Linked DNA regions of Capsicum annuum: region 1 is linked to region 2. A link is a contact called in public Hi-C data. All regions are on one chromosome and are shown on one strand. Each heading gives the region's core, a stretch centred on a gene start, on an enhancer-like site or on the middle of the called end of the contact. The rest is flanking DNA. Distances are from core to core; before and after follow the strand shown. Region 1 has its middle 24 kb from the start of LOC107877282. Region 2 holds the start of LOC107877281 (transcription factor MYB106-like).

Region 1 (6,186 bases), core at 1,916-4,415, 100 kb before region 2:
CCATGAAGACATAATTTCTTCAAGTTTCTGCTCGTCATTAGGCTCCGGTTCCATTCCTTAGTTTCTTCTTTCCACTCTAATCCAATCTCTGAGGCAAACTAGAACATTCATTGCATTGTTTTTCAATGAGTGTCGGTTGTCTCCAAGCTGCTGTCGTCCCTGACTAAAGGCGCTCTCTGATGCAACGGTTGACATTGGAACATTCAAGATATATCTAGCTAATCTTGAAAGCATAGGATATTGTGTTTCATTACTCCTCCACCAATCCAATGTATTGATCCATCGTCTGCGATCCTCTGGCGGCGATCGAAGATAATATTTCAGCTCTTCTCGATAAGTTGATGTGTAAGCTCTGTCATCAACACTGTTCCAACAAGGTAAATCATTAAAGGAATCATGAAAATCACTATGTGCCGACCTTTTAGAAGATGATGGCTCCTCGGGAGGATGAGGAGCGACAGTATGATGGCTCCTCGGGAGGATGAGGAGCGACAATTGGAGTGATATTTGTAGGTACGGCTAAATCAACTAAATCAGCATAATGATTATATAATTTTTCTATGTATTCATTCGCATCACCCATATCCATTCACAAATCAAGTTGTGCTTTTTCAGAATCATTGTTAGTATTTATTTCTAAGTTAGCATAAATAATAGCACTAAAGTGGCACATAATATTATATTTCATGCATGAATTTATCATAGCACCAACCAAGTAAATAGGAGGAATCGAAAAAAAATATTTTTTAAATTTAGTAAACATGGCACCAACATCTTCTTTATAACCTTCTTTATTTTTTTATTCTTTGAGTAAACTAGAAATATCGGCTATATATGCCAAAATATTACAAACAGTATGATAATAAGCACCGAAAAATTCAACTGTAGCTACATAAATTTTTTCTAAAAACTTAAAAAGATCATTAATTACAACCTAATCAGAATCATGTAGCATGCAATCAGCAAAATCAACAAATGAATCGCAATGTTGGTTAAAAGCTAGTGTAATAGGAACTCTACATTTATAACAAGTTTTTAAAAAATCATACGTAGAATTTCATCTAATATCAATTTCCTCAGGCATCAATATCGGTGCAAGTCCATTTTCTTGACATTTAACTTTAAATTCTCTAATTCTCGATCTACGGTTATTTTCTTGAATAAAACCAACAGCAAGATGGATTTTTTTAATATAAAACTCAAAAAACTCAAGACCATCTTTTACAATTAAATTATATATATAATGCACACTTAATATGAAAAATTTCAGGCAACAACGGAGATAGCTTAGATTTTAACTTTTTTATAGCAGTCTTGTTGTTAGAAGCATTATCAAAAGAAATACATAAGATTTTATTTTTGATACCATAAAATCTGGCAACTTTAACAATAGAATCAGCAATAAAACTCTAGTATGTTTACGGTCTTCGTCATATAAAAAAGCAAGAATACGTTTTTGCATCACAAAATTACTATCCTGCCAATGACAAGTAACGGTTAAATAATCATTTTTATTTACAGCACGACCAAGATCAGAAGTTTGGGAGAATCGACATTGAATATTTTTTAACAATGTTGATAAATAAAAATAATATTGTGAATGAATTCTAAAAATATCAGACCGACAAGTACTTCTAGGAATACCATTAAACATAAGATTATAAATTGCTTGAATATAATGAATAAAGGCATCAGAAGAAGGAAAACTAAAAGACAAACAACCCACAACTATCATTTTAGCTATTTCTTCCCGGTCCCTCAATTTATTATACTTCTTCGTTACCTGACCGGTTTCTGGGTCCATTCTAGTTTGCGTTGACCCACCAACATCCCACCATCTCATGCAATATTTAACTCTCTTTCGTGAGCATCACCTATATGTCTCATTAACGTACCCGTACCCCTTGTTTGCCTCCGCTTTTATGCTTGTATATTTGTTGACAAGTATTGCATTGCACCTTAGTATCTGATATACGTTCAAAAAATTGTTATGCAATACTAGTTGTTTTACGAGATCTTAGGGTACGGGGAGGACGGGAAGGGAGATTAACCGATTCAGATTTAACGTTAGCATTTTTTACTGCGGGTGTCTCACCAATATTTTCATCATCTTCGTTTAAATTAACCTCATCTACTTCATTTTCTTTTTCTATACCGTAATTTTCTTGAGCTTCTACGTAATCCATGCCGTGAGCACCTCCTATTTCTTCCTCAAAAGGTGTACCAAACGGTACCGGAGGCAAAGGCACACGGGTATATCTACTACTTGAAATACCTCTACCACTAGTAATTCGCTTGTTACTACCACTACCACTTTCGGGATAAAAAAATTTAACACCTTTAGTAGCGAGGTTTCTTAATTTATCCATAATATAAATTAAATTAAAAAAATTCAGAATACACAAATATAATAAAATTAAATATTCAACAATTAATACAATAAATAAAAATTAAACGTAAGAAATGGAACGACAATACCAAATTTTGGAAGTATACGAAGGTTGCGACTTTAGAAACTTCAACTCGTACTTTGTAATCGCAAAATTAAAAAATTAAAGTGAGCACTTTAGGAAATTAAATATATTGAATATTTGAAAATTGAGATTTGAGAAAGAATGAGATTTGAGAGAGTGAAAACTTTTGTGAAAAATGATTTGAAGGTTTAGGGTCCAAATGGCTAGTCTGAGCCAAATATAAAAAAAAAAAAAAAGAATTAAAAAAAAAAAAACCTATCCAAGCTAGGCTGGTTAATCGACTGGCCTAGATCGGGCTTGATCCGAACCGGGTTAATTGAGTCCAATCAGAAAACTTAACCGGCTCGAAATCTGATACCCTACAGCCCATGGACTGATCGAGCCAGATCAAATTAGACCAATTTTATGAAATAGGTCGGTTCATGAAATAGGTCGGTTCGAATCGAATTGAGCCGGATCAACCCAACCCGTTTAACAGGTTTAATAACAACCCAAAACTGTCAGATAAGATTTATGTACCAAAATATCCTGTCACATTGTTGAGTTGATAGGAAACACAATCAAATGAAAATAGTAATGAGAATATCACTTCATGTTCACATTTTGTCTTCGAGTGACGTCTTCTTAGAAAATTCAATGGCCGGTGGTATATGAAATACTGCTTACGTCATGCAAATTCAATCAGTGAGTGATCATTTACGTCAATCTATATTCTTACTTTATAAAGTGAAATTGATAAGTATTACATAACAGGGAGGGAGGATCTCCCTTTTTTTTTATAGTCATCACAAATTTTTTAATACAATTAAATAGTTATATATGTTTATTTATTTTTTATACATATTTTTACATTTATTCCTATTTATTATTTTATAATATTTTTATTTGATATTTTGTAATTAAACTACACATAGTATTTTTTTTTTTATATAAATCTCTTCTTGTTCCTTATTAGATTACTTATTCTTTTTTACTTATTTTTTATATTAAAAATTAATTATTTTTATTTCTAATCTACTTTAGTAAATCACGAAAGATTTATAACTTTTTTCACATTATTATTATTATTATTGTTGTTGTTGTTGTTGTTGTTGTTATTGTTGTTGTTGTTGTTGTTGTTGTTGTTATTTTTATTATTATCAAGTAATTAAATAAAGTATGAGTAACTAAATTTAAATTTTTAAAATATAATTAATAAGGATTATTTCATATATTTTACCCTTAATATATTAAATTCTTAAGTTATTTGTCAAGTCAGATAAACAAGTAAAAAGGAATTGAGAGAATACCCTTTTTTTATTCATTTTGTTTGATCCTTATACTAAAAATAAAATTTTCTTGAGAGAATACTCTTTTCTCTTTTTTTTTTTTTTTTTTCATTTAGTTTGAACCTTGTATTAAAAATAATTTATTTTGTTTATTATTTTAGCAAATAAAGAAAGATTTATTATTTTCTTTCAATATTACTTTTATCATTAAATAACTATACAACATAATAATTGTCAATCATATACTTTCAAATCGTAATTATAGAGATAAATAAACCAACTCCTATTAAACAACTTCTTATTAATAGGAGTATCAAATCAACAAATGTAAAATAAAATAAAATGGATAGAATGCATTTTTTTTTTACATTTTAATAAAATTTGTGAAACTTTGAAGTTAGAATCTCATTTTCAATCAGATCATTTATTTTTTTTAGTCATACTTATTGTCTTTTTGAGTACTGTGTTTGGTACAATCAGTTTTTCAATTGAAAACATTACTTTAAGAATATTTTTTTAAAAATTAATATGTTTCTTACTTATTTTCTTATATTTGGTATGTAAGCAAAATATTATTTAAAAATTATTTCTATATAATTTAGATAAATACCATGAGAGATGAGGTATGGAGTGGCGGGGATGGGAGCTATGATGGGGTGAAAACAAGGTGTACTGAAGAGCGAAGGGCTCAATGAATGTGAAATATAGAATATAATTTTTCTACTTCCACAAAATTATTTTTATAAGTCTAAAGAGACTTATTTTCTAAGGAAAATATTGTTTTTCAACAATCTATCAAATATGATTTTCTTTAAAGCATGCTGAACACAGCACTCATTGATTTTAAATTAAATTTTATGTCCATTCATATTTGTTAATTTCTTTCGTACTTCCTTTTTCATAAATAAAGTCTTTTAAAAGTTATCCAAATATAACGAAAAGACTTTAATAATCATAGTAGTTTACCATACAAGATATAATCAATGTATTACAAAATTAAATTAATTATGTAATAGAAAAATGTGATTTAAGTTATATTTTTTTTATATTATATTTTATATTCTTTATCATGAGTATGGACCCTGGCTTAGCACGGGCCTTATGCAACTAATATAATAATAGGTGATTTCATAACAGGTCTTCTACGATAATGTATTATTTTTAGTTAAATTATAATCTTTTATGTTATTAGTACAACAACACAGAGACGAATTCAGAATTTGAAGGTTACGCTTGTCACATTATCTAAATAATAAATGAGTCGGATTTTTTTAGTTTTACATTACCATTCGGGTTATTTATCTTTTGCGATCCTTACAGACAAAATTGAATATGCATATTTAGAAATGTGCTCTTTTTGATATTCCGAGATTATATATATTTAAACAGTTCATTTTTTATTTTTTTTTTAAAAAAGAAGTTAGTATCCAAATTTTGAGCAAAAATATTACACTCTAAAAATTCAAACTTGTATAAACCATCTAATATCTTTATATTTAACAAAAAAAGAATTGTAACTTTAATCCAATCATCTTCACTTAGGGTGAATGTCGATGAAAGATCAAAATGACTTTTAATTTAAAATATGCTAACATAATAATATCCATCCATTTTAAAACTTAAAATGCATTTAAAAAAATTATTATTTAAATACATTTTTCTGGAGTGAGTATAATATTTATGTTTAAAACTTCATATTCATTGTCATGGAATACTTACACGACATGCGTATCAAAATTTTGAAAGTCAGCGAAAGTGAAAGTTGAAAAAATCAAAAATTAATTAAAGGAAAAAGAACAAATCTGAATTATAAATAATAGAAGAGGTAAAGAAAAACTAATCAAAAAGAAAAACTCAGCAAGAAAAAAATCAAGCCAAAATTAAACAGCATTGCTGCAGATGGGATTCAATCAAACCCTCGACAAATGCGTGGCCACTTCACCTTTTGCCACTGACACCAGTTGCCCGGATTTCCTATAAAAGGGCCAAATAAGTTTTCAAGGAGAGTTCTTCAAGTTTTAAAAATTAAGTGAGAGAAATTTAAATTTTTTAAAAAAATATTTTTGTTTCAACAATTTTAAAAAGTTGTTCAATAACTTTAATAGTTGTTTGATAATTTTGTAAAATTATTCAATAACTATTAAAGTTGTTCAATAACTGTGTGAAGTTGTTCCATAACTGTGTGAAATTATTCAATAACTGTGCGGAGTTGTTGAGACAACTAATGTAATTGTCGAACAGTTGTTCTAATTGTTTAAACGACTTTATTTTTTTAACTTAATAACATTATGAGACCCATTTATTTTCTTTTTTTAAATAAAAATTTGAGAAGGTGTATGGACTCATTTTTCGCCCAATTGCCCTTTGGATATTCCGCATTCAAAATTACAATATATCCTATTTTATTTAGAAAAAAGGACACTGTCTATTCTATTTTGAAAAGA
Region 2 (5,684 bases), core at 1,753-4,252:
TTATTTATTTATTTTAATATTTTTTATATTTATAAATAAAAATGACGTGGAAGCTGATGTGGCAGCTGGCGTAGCGAGAGTGTATTACACTCACCAAAAAAGTGTTTAAAATATTTCTTTTTAATGGGTTCAAAGGTCCAGATGACAAACATCTAAGTAGAAGTGTCCAACTTACAAAACCGACATAATACAGGAGTCCAGAATATCATTTTGCCTATAAATAATAATAGGAGAATTTCATAACAGGTCTTACAACCGAACCCGTTATTTCAGTTAGATTACATTAATTAATATACATAATTTAAATTATGCAAAATCGACAGTAATGAACCCTTTCAGAGTTCATATAACATTTGTTAGTAATTTCTCTATGTTTCTTTGGAAAACTTATCGCAACTTCTTTGCACAATATCAGTATATATTTAGTTTCTAAATTTTATGTAAAAGGTGACTGAATGAATCAATATTTTCCACTAGTAGATTTATTGACTACTTGTCTTGCGCAATTCTTATTCCTTAACATAATACGTGGATAATTGTTAAAGGGTGGAATATGTAATAATTTTGATAAATTTGTGAAATTCATAAGGGATCAAAAATGCACATTTAATTACTGAAAGTTAAATAGTATACCGAAAGCGCTATTTACCCTTGATTTCATATAAAACATAATCACATTACAATCTGTGCCATCATCTACAACATTCAAGCAGAAGCATACAATTAATCACTTCCTTAGAATGTTTTTTTTCCTTCTAGTTTTTACTAATAATTATTAAAAACACACCTAAAATATTTTGATTTTTTTAGTTTTATACCTGGACTGTGAAGTAGGTGGTGTCCTAATCTAAACTATTATCAATAATTTATTAAAACACACCTCAATAGTAATTGTTCAGTTTCCTACCTGGAAGTTCATATGTAACTCAAATAATTAATAGTTGAAATGTGTTTTGATAAATAGTTGGTGATAGTTTAGGTGGAAAACTCACGCACCGTTCAGGTATGAAACTCAAAACATCAAAATACTTTACATGTTTTTCACTTTCACTTTAATAATTAAAATAATCAAAATCAAAGGATGAAAGAAATTCATGACCTATAAAAGGAGAAGGTGGACACACAAGTCCGCAGTAATCAATTGGAGGAGCTAGAAAATCAGTTCCAGTTGTATTGAAACTTTCCACTAGAAATGGTTCTGTCCAAAAGCTTCCACTAGTTATTTCATCCAAAGCTTCTTGTTGAAAAACTTTATGTTGCTCTTGATAATCAGTATTACTGTAAGAAAAAAAGTCTTCACTTGATGACTCCTTTGGGGACCATTGTGAACTTTCCAGTACTATATTTTCATGTGAAGTGCTAGGACTTGCATTTTTATTTGCCACAGTAGTACTCCTTCTAATGTTGTTCTTACTGTTGCATTTCTTGCTTGATTCACCTGAGTTATTTGCACGCTTCTTGAGTGCAGTGTGCCAATGATTCTTTATCTCATTGTCTGATCTTCCTGGCAAGTGAGCTGCAATCGCCGACCACCTGTAACCGTACAAATTTATGGGATTGATTTCACGTAGTAAAGTCATAATACGAAACAATCTCGTCACATAAAAGCAATTGAATCATATCTATTGTAGTAAAGTCAGACTTAACTCTCCACCACAGAGGCAGATGTAACTTTTTTGGCTATAATTTCATGTGAACCCAAGGAGCATATATACATATACTCTCTATGGGTTCATATGAACCGATAGCCAAAAAGTTTCATCCGCATCTTAACAATCCATATGAACCTATACACACATTAAATTCTTCACAATTATTAGATCAGATGTAGTGAATTCCATGCTGAAAACTTTAAAATTTGAACTCATTAAGTTCAAATATTAAATTCCCCTTCACTTTGTTGGCATCGACGACTGTTTTAGCATGTAAATTGGACATGTGGAAGTAGAATACGTACTTATTTCCAAGTTGAGCATGGAGGTTTAAGATGATTTCATCTTCTTCTTCGGTGTAGTTCCCTCTTTTAACATTTGGCCTTAAGTAATTCAGCCATCGAAGTCTGCAGCTCTTTCCACACCTCTCTAGTCCTTCATAAGCAACAATAATCTTTCAGACGAAACTCTACAATAGTACATAATAATTATTATGAAATTTAGATGAAGTTGCTCAAAATTCGGTTTGGATGAGCCCATGTTATTAGGTACCAGAAGTAGGTTAAATGATAATCTCTCATACGAGAAATGTTAGTAGCTCAGTTTATTGTCAACAGAAGCGGATCCAGAATTTTAAACTTGTGGCTCCTTTCCTGCCACTAAGCTATCCCTTGGTTTAGTTATGGGTTCCACCTATTAATATTTATAACTTTTGTCGATTTTTCTATGTAATTTTAAGCCTTACGGTAGCGGGTGTGGGTTCTCGGGAACCCACACCTTCTACTCTACATCCGCCACTAATTGTCAGTCTAAACTTTTGGTTGATGGAAGTTTGATTTTCCACCGTATCATCTCTTCTTTATAAAAAAGAAGGTAATCTCTCTGTTCATTTTCACTTGTCTAATATTGTCTTGACACACTTCTTTAAGGAACAATAAATAAAATGATAATTTTATTGTATCAACTTTTGAATATAATAAATTTATAAACGCTTAGTGAAATGATTGTAGTTAATAATAAGAATAAATTAGAAACTAAGTGATCAGTCATCTCTTATATTTTTCAAACTGAACAAATGAAAACGGAGAGATGGAGTACTAATCTAAATTATGAGATGTGTGGACATTCTCACCAGCATATTTGGGAAGTTGGCGCCAATTCCATGGGCCATATTCAGTGATATATGCTGCTAATTTCCTATCTTCTTCAGGAGTCCATGTCCCCTTCTTCCTTCCATTTTCATCACAGCAAGGTGTTCTCACCATCTCTAAATTAATTGCAACACAGTAAATTAAGCGTTATTTATATAAGAACTAAGTGGAGAAACTTATTGTTCTTCCCACCTGAATAGCTAAATTCTTGAAGTTTAAGTGTATTTATAGAGAGGGAGCAGAACGTGATGCCCGTTAAAATGGGGCCTTCTTACAAAGGTGGTCCTTTTTTTCTTTTACTAAAGAAAATTCCGTTATACTTCGTCAACATTTCTTTTTACTTTTTCGTCTACAATGAGCAGCTTATACTAACACACTAACACACTTTGATGGTGATTTTTCGTGATATGATATGGTTATTAAGAAAATATGTTTATTTTGATTGTTTTTTCAAATATATGATATAGTATGGATAATTTTATGGTTTGATAGTCATGATAAACCGTACTTTATGTAACCATTGATTTAGTGGTATTCTGTGGTTGTTTATTTTTTCAGTTAAGTTCTTATTTAATATTAAATAATTTTATTTTATTTTTTACCCTATAATATTTACCTCCACCTTCTACCCCTTCCCACCACTTACTAGGCCGCCTCCCCGCACCAATTTTTCTTTAAATTTATATATTAAGAAATTTCAAAAAAAATTTTTTACCTCATCACCACCTCCTACCCTCCCCCCTTCTTCCAACCTACCCACAAATTTATTTTCTCAAAAAAAAAAAAAAAATCTTACCCCCCCCCCCCCCCCTCCCCCCCCCCCCCCCCCCCCCACTCCAGCACCTCACTCCCGAATATTTTATAAAAAAAATTATAATTTTTTTCGTACGCCTCCCCTTTATTCTATTCATTCTCTTTGATTTATGTTAAATATATACAAATACTTTTAGAAAATATTTTTCTATTTGCATAACTAAAACAAGAAACAAGTAAGAAATAATTTACTTTCCTAATTTTTTTTTTTGTGATTCATACCGAACACACCCATAGCATACACAAAAGATGCATTCAAACTTTGTAGTTATTGTTGGAGGTCACTTTTTTAAAACACCAAAAGAAAATGAAATTTGTTACGATAATTACATTTTTTTGATCTACGCTTGTATCAATTTTGTTAAAATTACATAAATTTAACAATTTAATATATTTAATGACATAATTTGTAACAAATTAGAAATTATTGATAAATTTAATACTTATAATAGTTAAGAACATTTTAATAAACTTACAAGTTACAATATAACATCATACCGCCAAACCAAAAATAAAACTGTTATTAAACAATAGTAAACAAAATATTCCATCCAACATTGTATTGTACTATACTGTACAGAACAATATCATAACATATCATACCATACAATATGAAATCATTACAAACTTCCATCCAAACGAAGTGTAAAGGTGTCAAAAGGACAGATTTAACTGAATTTGAGTGGGTTAAATTGAGTTGAAATAAATAGGTAAGTTATGACACGCCCAAAAGTACTACGACTGATTAAAATGGACTAAAATATAGGTCATGCCCTTATACCCGTCAAATTGTTATTAAGTTCTAATTATTTTATTAATTTTTTTTATAAATTTTTAATGCTTAGTAAAATTATTTTCTCTCTTATAATGGATATATAAAAGATATTAAATAAAAAATAATTGAAAATATTTTTATAGATCAATTCAGTCTATACATCAACTTAATTTTTAGTGAGGTAAAATAAATTGAGCCAATAAATAAGTGAATCAGACAATTATCCAACTTCAACGGGTTGAATTTGATTTGCCAACCTAGCATGCACAAAGGGGTCGTTCTACGTACTCGCATAATACGGACCAATAATATAAAAACTTATGGTGCGATTGAAATCACACGGCAAAATAGAAAACTACTTATAACACATCAAACAAAGAAAAAGAGAGAATGACAAAAGACAATCAATTGACTGTTTACCCAAACTTAGACAGACTACAGTACTCCCTACGGTCTATAGTACATGTATTTTTAGTTTAAAATCAAAGATATCGATAGATACTCAAATTTATTGCGAAAATTCACTTAAACCCCTAAATTAAGACTTACTCCTATCAGACCCCTAAACCCCCAAATTTTATTCTAATTGGACATTTTCCGCCTATGTGGTACAATGCGTGCAGTGCCATCGTGAGAGGCGCGTGATGAACATATTTTATTACTAATTAACGAATAAAAAGTTGTCAAGTGGCATTGAGGCCCCCAAAATTTTTCTAATAACAATTTTGTTTTTAAACACTAGAGGTCCCAAAAAGCATTAGAGGGCCCCAATTTTTTTCTTTTAATAAAATTGAATTTACAAAAAATCTGTTTTTTATTTTCATCTTTTAAGAATTTTTATAGTGTCCTTTTAATAATTAGTTTTTTATTTTTAAAATAATTTTAAAATTTTTTTTTTCATAATTTGGATCCTCAATCCCATTTTTTTTTTTCATTTTAAAAATTTTTATAATTTTTTTAATAACGAATATTTAATTTTTTAAATAATTTTTTCATAATTTATTTCATTTTTTAAAATAAATTATAATTTTTTTTAAAATAATCAGTTTTTATTTTTAATTTTTTAAATAATTTTATAATTATTTTTTCTGAATTTTTATCCTCAATGCCATTTTTTATTTTCATTTTTCTAATAAATTATATATTTTGTTTAATAATTATTCTTTTTAAAATGATTTTTTAATAATGTATTTCATTTTTTAAAAAATTTTATAATTTTTTTTAAATAATCAGTTTTATATTTTTGTTTTTCAAATAATTTTATAATTATATTTTCATAATTTGGATCCTCAA

Evidence for each region. Hi-C and Micro-C count contacts between places; a contact is called where the count stands out from the background.
Region 1: a contact with region 2 is called in a Hi-C map of leaf, with 2.1 times the contacts expected there. The contact joins the enhancer-like site here to the promoter of LOC107877281 in region 2. A contact is called at or near these places in 2 of 5 Hi-C or Micro-C datasets (leaf and placenta).

Annotation. Positions count from the first base shown.
Region 1 is chr7:198,409,405-198,415,590 of UCD10Xv1.1, reverse strand. No RefSeq gene overlaps it. Among protein-coding and RNA genes, the nearest start is that of LOC107877282, 24 kb to the right of the region's middle. Within about 2 kb of position 3,165, at least 1 of the 5 cell types and tissues checked has an H3K27ac peak or open chromatin away from gene starts, as enhancers often do.
Region 2 is chr7:198,309,664-198,315,347 of UCD10Xv1.1, reverse strand. It overlaps LOC107877281 (transcription factor MYB106-like), which reads right to left and starts at 3,002. Exons shown (of 3, transcript XM_016723965.2): 1 at 2,785-3,002; 2 at 1,958-2,087; 3 at 940-1,533. The coding sequence starts at 2,917. The coding sequence ends at 1,053.